3 separate regions of the Rattus norvegicus genome follow, and regions 1 and 3 are each linked to region 2. A link is a contact called in public Hi-C data. All regions are on one chromosome and are shown on one strand. Each heading gives the region's core, a stretch centred on a gene start, on an enhancer-like site or on the middle of the called end of the contact. The rest is flanking DNA. Distances are from core to core; before and after follow the strand shown.

Region 1 (2,700 bases), core at 70-2,569, 180 kb after region 2:
CCATATCCCTGACCAGTGTAATTTTAGTACCTAGTGATGTGCTAAAACATGTATCTATTTTTCATTTTTTTTCAGACAATTACATCACAGTTTAATCATCAGAATCAAGGCAATCACTTTCAAAACTCTCCTTGTGGGAGATTAATCACTTCCTCCGGTGCAGCCACCACCCATGTAATTTAGGGATTCCTCTTTGGGGCTTTGTCCACAGTGTGCTTCCCATGTGCAGCTGAGCATAGTAGCCTCTAGCAACCCTGTCCTTTGAGGTTAGGGAGTCACTCAGAACCATGACAGGTGACTACACCTGAGTATTTGGGAATTCCACAGTGTCCACCTCCAGAGTTGTCCCTGGCTACGTGAGCTCCTCCTCCCACAAGGCTGCTCGAAACCTAACCTAGCCCGGTGGTGGCAAATATTTGCTATGTACAGTGTCTTTTCAGGCCATTTGGATCTTTGCCTGATGAGTAACACAGATATTGATCCATCCAGTTACCAAATATTTATCAGAGAACTTTCCGCATACCCGACAACACACTGCAAGCGAAGCTATAAGACCAAACCAAACAGATTTTTATCCACACAGGGCCCAGGTTCTATTAGAGGCAAATTATCAGCAAATAGACAATAAACGATAGTGCGATGGATGTCACCACACAGACACACCCAGAGTTACCAGAGGAAAGGATACCTGAAGGGCAAAGAAACCCTTAGGAGCTCTGTTTGGAAGAAGAGGCGTTTACTGAATGAAACTTGTTAGGAGTTGAGGGTATGAACTCCTAAGACATACACAGAATTTTGAGGTTGTGGGACTCATCTGTATAAAGCGAGAGCTGGTAGAATAACAGAGACAAGAGGGGTCAGGGTGCAGCCCAAGGGCATGAGAACAGTGGTTATTCATTGGAGAAAGGATAAGGCTGTGGTAAAACAAACAAACAAACAAACAAACAAAAGCCAGGGCCATGGGATGAGGTTTAAAGCTAACGGGATGGTTCTGTTGTTCGAGCTCGGCACTTCAGAGTAACGTTCTGCTGCTCCCTACTTCACAAAACAGAAACTGAGACCAGGGAGGCTTAGAGACCTGTGCAAGTTCACACAGTAGTGAGGGATACAGTTGGGATGCAGACTGCCGACTCCTAAGCTTAGGGTTGCCTCCTCAAAGAATTCCAGCAGAAGAAACGAGCAGATTAACACCCCTTGAAGGGCAGTTTTGAAGTCTAAGTTAATGTAGAGCATTCAGCAAAGGCGCAGTCCAAGCACTGCCAATAATGATAAGCCGGTCAGTGACAGAAACATCTGTTATCCTGCACAGCGTTCACCTCCCACGGCTCCACAGAAATGCACAGGCTGAGGATTGTTGCAAATCTGCCTGTCTGCCTGTGCAAAGAGTATAATGCTGTAGATCGGGAATCCTAAAAGCAACCATGTCCTTTTACCGAAACAGAAAGCAGCCTAAATGTCACGTGCTGGGGCAATGGCTTGGTAGTTGTTTTATGGTAAGTCAATGGAAATTTATGAAGTCCTTTAATGTGGGCTCTGTAAGGATTGTACAACACTAGGTAAGGCATGCCTAAGAAGTAAACTGAAGAAGAAACAGAAGGTAAGGCATCCTTGGCCTTCGTGAGCAACGCAGCCTGACAATCCTGCAGATCTCAACTTTGTAGAAACGTCCTCCCTGTGGCGTGCAGTCTTCCCTCTTACCACGCAGTGACTGGAAGGGTTAAGCTTACGCTGCAAGACTCTGAGTGACTCTATGAACTTGGGACTTGCTTATTAATCAATGCAACTAAATCCTGCCAATACAGTCTAGATTTCATCACATCAGTAGGGCATGGGCCTAAGGTTACCTAAATATGAAAAGCTGGTATCATCCTTTCCCTTCCCTGGAGTCCTGTTGGAAAGCCCAAAGCTGGGCTGGCCCCAGCAATGGTGACTTAGATTGTGCGTGGCCTGTATGAGTCTCTTCTTTGGCAGACTAGTTTTGAAATCTGAGGATGTCAAAATAAAACCCCTAAAATTTTAATTAAACAACAACAAAAAAAACAAACAAAAAATACACTATCATTTTGGAAACTTAAAGTGAACAACTGAAATAGAGATTATTAAATTCAAGAGTGTACATAGCCTGTTACCACTCACAAGCGTGTGTGTGTGTGTGTGTGTGTGTGTGTGTGTGTGTGTGTGTGTTATGGTTACAATGACTTGAAAGCATAGAAGTTGCTTTTAAAAAAAAACAAGAAATGAGGACAATTCTATTTGGGTGAAAGTTTTTAGCAACATTTTCCTTTCAAAGCGTTGCAAGCGTTATATTTTTGCTTCTCAACAAGCAACATTCCACAAGTGATTTATTATTCCACTGCTACATGGACTCATTTGACTCAACATGAAATAGTTTTTACTACCTTTTCAATGATTTCCGGCTGCAATAAATAGGTAAGAGCTGGAGGGGAGAAGTAAGCAGGAAATAGATCGAAAACTAAGAGAGAACACTGCTCCAGCATTTGACCAAAGGTTCCAAGGAACCACGTCATGTCACGTTACTCACTGTCTGTCTCTCTGTCTCTGCCTCTGTCTCTGTCTCTCTCTTACACACACACACACACACACACGATACCATATCAGGGTTCAGACTGCCAAGTAGGGTTGGTACTCATCCACTCAACTAAAGAAATGCATCCATAGTTCCCTTGATAACTTAGAACT
Region 2 (2,700 bases), core at 28-2,527:
TTCCCTAAATAATGACTTCAAAAGAGATCTGTAGACTTCCAGTAGACCCAGGAAAATACAGGTGACTACCTGCCCACCCAAAGTAGACATCCTTTGTCACAAGGGCATTAGCTGTGTCAGAGGAAGGTGACACTGTCACATATATATATATATATATTTGTTTCAAGCATTCCTCATACTTGTCCTACCTGTTATATGGTTGCCTTACCTTATAAAATGTTGTTGGTGGGTTTTTTTCCCTCTCCATCTCTTTCTCAGTTTATTTCAAAGAGACAAGTGTGGTAGGTAGCTGCTGGCTGGCAGGGTTGCACGTGAGCAGAGACAAGTGGAAAGCCAATTCATTCTCTCTCTCTCTCTCTCTCTCTCTCTCTCTCTCTCTCTCGATGCTGGTGGCTGGTGTGGTTTGCATCCTTCTGGATGCTTCAAAGGGTCATGCTTTGCTTCAGGATAAGCAACTACAAGCCCCAAAGGGAAGATGCCAGAAGCCAGCAGTCCTCCTCCAGGTGCAGCTAAAACTGTTCTGTGGGCTCCTGGCTTAAGGGTATTCTCGGGCCCCATCCAGATGTTCCTAAGGAATAAAAAGGAGAAGCATTTGCAAAGACAGCTTGTCAGATATCAGCAAATCTCCAATGAATGCGCCTATGAAACCTATTTCCAACAACCGACCCCAGAGAGGGGGGAAATGTCATATTGTCTCTCTCACAGACCCATCTGCTCTGAGAGTGGTGCAGAGGGACTTGGTCTTGAACTCATCGTATCCAACGTGCATCGTGTTCAGCAGTAAGCTCTTCCCATTTAGTTATGTGTTGCATGCAGTGACAATAGGGACCCCTAAGGCCCCTGTGGCTAACAACTTCTAGGGCGGTACCCTACCCCTAGTGTTGGGCTTCTTAATGTTATGGCTTCTGGGAATCCATTTCCACTCTAAGAGGCTACTCTTGTACACTTACAGGTCAGGCTGTTGCAGATTTTCCCAGTCACCTTGGGAAATCACTGTGCCTTGTCCAACCAACCCGTAAAGCTCCTGACACTTGGCCTTTGGACCCTCTGTGAGCTAATTTCCCAGGCTTGTTCTTCAGACTCATTCACGTGTCTCTCTTATGTGCTTCCAAATCCACAAAACACTCAAAGGTTAGCATTAGGCTGCCTAGATAAGAAAGTTTGCAAATGGGCAGAACAATAGCACAAAGTCCTGAACCACCCTCCCATACACTAACAGCAGGGTCATCCCGATAACCTCAGCCAGGCTCTCTGACAGCCAACTGTCATCACTCCAAGTATCGGGCCTACAGACAGCTACAGCTAAGAAAATACCAGGGTCCAACGTGAGCGAGGTTTAACGCAGTATGGGAAGACTTCATCTGTTACTCTCTGTTTAATCAGTGTTGGGGACAGCAGGAGGCACTGCCTTAAAGTGACACTCCACAAACCTCAGTCATTTTCTCAGGGCTATTCCACTTCCAGGTCCTACAGCTCTCCCAGGGATCCTCCCTGTGATTCCCGGCCCCTGATGAGCTTGGTGGGGCTGGCTCCTGCTGCTCAGGCCAAAGGAGGATTGAGGCTCTGCTCTCACCTGCTGCTTGGGCCTTATCCCTGCGCTGGAGAGGCTCTAGGTTAGCACATTGGCTACAGGGGCAGCTGGTCTCTGGACAGGCTCTGGCTTAGCAAACCAACTCCACGCCCAAGCATAACCTCTTTCAGGAGAGAAAAGGACTTCGCTTAGGAGGTAATTGTTCACCCTCCAGTACAGACTCAGTCTTCTGCGCTGTTACTGTTTTATTGTGTGAGCCTTCTGTAAACTCTGGCTTTAAAGCCTCCCAAGTCGCTCCTTAGCAGGGGATTTACCTTTATGTCATCTTTTTAAAATGTGGGTTCAACGCAGATCTTGTCAATTTGCTTTGGAGATAGACCTCTGCTGCTTCACCTTTCTCTCATCTCCTCTAGACTGCTCTCCCATTCCACGGACACACTTTACATGCTAGTCTGTGTCACATACACCTCCAAAGACTTTTAACCTTTGTTAAGATCCTGCCCCAACAAGGAGTTCAGCAAAGCCATTAAAGCACCGTGCCAGTCCCAAGATCCCTGCTGTATCCAGTTCTCATTAAGTCTCTGGTGAACACAGTCATGTCCAGCCCAGTGAACTGGGCATCACATGTGGCCTTTGCCATCCTAGTTCCTCAGTAAAGCCTGTGCTTCCTCCGTAGTCCTCCGGCCCCTAATATCCACCAACCCTTCACTGATAAAGGGCGAATACCGCCAACGGCTCCTATGAGCTGTCTGTCAGGAACCAGTTCCCTGTGATACCTCGCGGTTTGTGAGTCTGTGTCTCAAGGATGGACGTGTGGTTATACTGCTCGGTTTCTCTGCTTCTGGAGCCCTCAGACAGATCCCACACAGCCCTGCATCCCACAGCCTCAGAAGCCATCAGAGGATCTTCCATCGCCTGTCTGAAACCTTTCCCCGGCTCCAGCACTCTGGTACTGAATATGATCTGACACCACAGTCTCTTACACCAGACCGTCGTCAGGGCATCCGCCGTCTGGTTGTGGAGCACGGATTTTTTCCCCCTTATCAGAGGTCATACCTGAGTGTCTTGTGTCACATCATTTCTACTGTTTCTGCTCCTTAACTCCTCCTGTGAGTTCCAGGCTATGGGGTTCCCGCAACGCTTGTTATTACAGACCCAATTTGCGTTGT
Region 3 (2,700 bases), core at 46-2,545, 230 kb after region 2:
AATGTCCAGAATCCTGGGCCTTGCAGGAGCCATGACCAGAGAAAGAGAAAAAAAAAATCATAAAAGCATCAACCAACTGATACGTCACCTCACACAGGATCCCAAGTGTGGCAAAGAGATAAAATGCAAAGGGAGCCCCAGAGGTCAGAAGAACCGGGGAAAGCAGGGTTGAAATGGTTCCTGGAGAGCCACGCTTACATAGAATGTGTGAACTTGTGTTACGTTAATCCAGCATTGCTGACACTGCCCATAACACTTCTTTGAAAAGTTTATTTTTCTTTCCAAAGGATAAAAAAAAACTTACTAGTATCTGTCATATTTCCTTCCTTATATATTTTGTTCCTTTAGCTGCCAAATTCTCTTTGTGACTTTTACAAGATTATAATTAGCTGTGCTACGTACGTGAAATTTAACTATGTGCCCTATACACTGTCAAAACAGGAGCTCAGCAGAAAATGAGCACCCCTCTCCAAACACACACTCTCAAATTCATTGAGCCTGGTTTTCACATCTGAAAACCGTCCCTCTTCCTTAGGCACCGTCCATGATGTGTTTTTCTACCTTCTGGTGGTTTTTTTGCACCCTCCTAATATTGGGAGGGTTGGACTGGACACCCTCCAAGGTCCTTTTCAAGCCTAAGTTCTGTGAGAGATATGGGATCATAAGATATATGGGGAATTCTGACAAAGAGCAAGGGGCCAGGCGAACTGAACCCTTACCCAATGCTGGCACTGGTGCACGTGAACTGCCGCCCCTTCCCTGTGATGTCACAGGTACTGAGGGACATGGATGGTGTGAGGAATGGAGGGAAAACAGCCTATTGGAAGTTTCATTTTTTATTCAAAACAAAACTAAACAAAAACCACTGTGGAATTACAGCTTCAAGATGTTCCTGCCACCTTCCTTCCCTCCCCACTTCTGACCTGGTCCCTAAGGTCCTCCCGTCTAGAAACTGTAGAGATCACCATCTGCCCGCCGGTGTGCTGATCTCCCAGTGGTGGTATGGTAATCCCTGCAATAATGCTTTGAAGAATGCACAATAGGACGGACACTCTGCCGTCAGAATTCACACTGCTCCCAGAGGCCAGACCCAAGGTGCGGGCTGAAGCTCAGGTCACCCTCCGCTGGTATTTTGTCACACTTGGACAAAGGACTCCAGAGTCAAAGGGCAGCTAAAGCCACGTGCCCAATATGAGGCTGAGAGGAATTCTTGGGAATCATTATTGCTGAGCATTGCCAACTGGCTTGAATCGCTTCTCTTCTCCCCCACAGACTGGCTCTTTCCTGACCTCTGCTCCATGATGAAATGGTATAGTACTCACATCTGTTGAGGGAGAACCACCAGTGCCCTCTCTCTGTCTCTGTCTGTCTGTCTGTTTGTCTGTCTGTCTGTCTGTCTGTCTCTGTGTCTCTCTGTCTCTCTCTTAAGCTAGTTTATTTTTCACTTTGGGGTTTGTTTTTTGTTTGGTTTGGTTTGGTTTTCAGAAACTGGGTCTTATGTAGCCAAGGCTAACCTTGATCGTGCAATTCCCCTACCTCTGCCTCCTGAGTGCTGGGATCACAGGTGAGCCACTGAGCTGACAACATGGAGGCCCTAATACTTCTTTCTACCATTAATGGACTGGAGCTTCTTCCCAGGCTTCCTTTCTTTACTCTCTACCTAATTCCTGTCCTTGCCTGAGGCTTCCTTGCAATATTTAGCAACGGTCAGGCCGCTCTTGCCTCAGAGGCACCCACCTGGAGAAGCCAGTGGCCTAGAGCTGTCACATGGTTTGGAAGCCACCTTTATCTCAGTGAAAAAAAACTTCTCTGCTCACCTGAGGTTTGTACAGATAGGTTCTAAACCTCTTCTATTGTTGCCGATGTGGTCTTCATAAAATCTTATGAAAGCATGTTAGCTACGATAGACTTTAGGTAACTGTTAGACCGGGATTTAGCATCCAGGCATTTGGAAAGCAGCAACATTCCTGAGGACCTGGCAGCTTCATCAGCGACTCGTGATGAAGTTGTTGAAAGGAACTTGAAACTTGATTGACAGAAATTAGAATAATAACTGTAAGGAATGTGTTAATTGGGTCCATAAAGCCTGAATGTTAATGTGTTTTTAAAATAGCATTTTTCCCCATTTTGTGAAGAATAAATACACAAGCCAGTCGAGAACGGCCTACATCTGAGCTCCATGCCTGATGTCTGAACCTGTGTTGTGTTTCTAGCACAAGTTAACGCTGAATGAATGAAGTACAAACCATACAGGCCACTGAATAAACAGTCCGTGTAATTAATTCATGACCCAAATCTTTTAAATAGTGTCACCACACTAGTCTCTGAGGCACCTCGATGAACAGCTATGGCTGTACTTAGCAGTCTGTTGCTTGTGTATCTGCTTTCTCTTATGCCTTCATGTGATTTACAAACTGTGCAAGGCAGACCTTTGCTTAAGGGTGTGTATGTCAAAGGTAATTGTCATTAGGGTATGTATGTCAACTAATGTGACCTTGGTCTCATATATACACACTCAAGCTAACTGGTACACTTTATAATGAGGAAAAATGATCACACTTAACCAAGGCTGCTTATCCAATTCCATCTAAATGTGGAAAAAGCAGTCTCAACTCATACATGTTATATTGGGTTGTAAATTAATGACACCCCTCAGAAAGACAATTGGACAATGGGCAATACCCTTTACACGCTGATGAC

The links. A called contact is a pair of places that touch in the nucleus more often than the background predicts.
Region 1: a contact with region 2 is called in a Hi-C map of liver, with 4 times the contacts expected there. The contact joins two enhancer-like sites. A contact is called at or near these places in 2 of 12 Hi-C or Micro-C datasets (kidney and liver).
Region 3: a Hi-C map of liver shows a contact between it and region 2, with 7 times the contacts expected there. The contact joins two enhancer-like sites. A contact is called at or near these places in 2 of 12 Hi-C or Micro-C datasets (kidney and liver).

Annotation. Positions count from the first base shown.
Region 1 is chr15:58,367,405-58,370,104 of GRCr8, reverse strand. No RefSeq gene overlaps it. Among named protein-coding and RNA genes, the nearest start is that of Serp2, 56 kb to the right of the region's middle. Within about 2 kb of position 1,319, at least 3 of the 93 cell types and tissues checked have an H3K27ac peak or open chromatin away from gene starts, as enhancers often do. A contact at or near this core is called in liver, where this site is marked.
Region 2 is chr15:58,549,383-58,552,082 of GRCr8, reverse strand. LOC102546462 (a long non-coding RNA gene) reads right to left here. Exons shown (of 7, transcript XR_010058214.1): 2 at 209-568. Among named protein-coding and RNA genes, the nearest start is that of Serp2, 240 kb to the right of the region's middle. Within about 2 kb of position 1,277, at least 12 of the 93 cell types and tissues checked have an H3K27ac peak or open chromatin away from gene starts, as enhancers often do. A contact at or near this core is called in liver, where this site is marked.
Region 3 is chr15:58,322,241-58,324,940 of GRCr8, reverse strand. No RefSeq gene overlaps it. Among named protein-coding and RNA genes, the nearest start is that of Serp2, 10 kb to the right of the region's middle. Within about 2 kb of position 1,295, at least 2 of the 93 cell types and tissues checked have an H3K27ac peak or open chromatin away from gene starts, as enhancers often do. A contact at or near this core is called in liver, where this site is marked.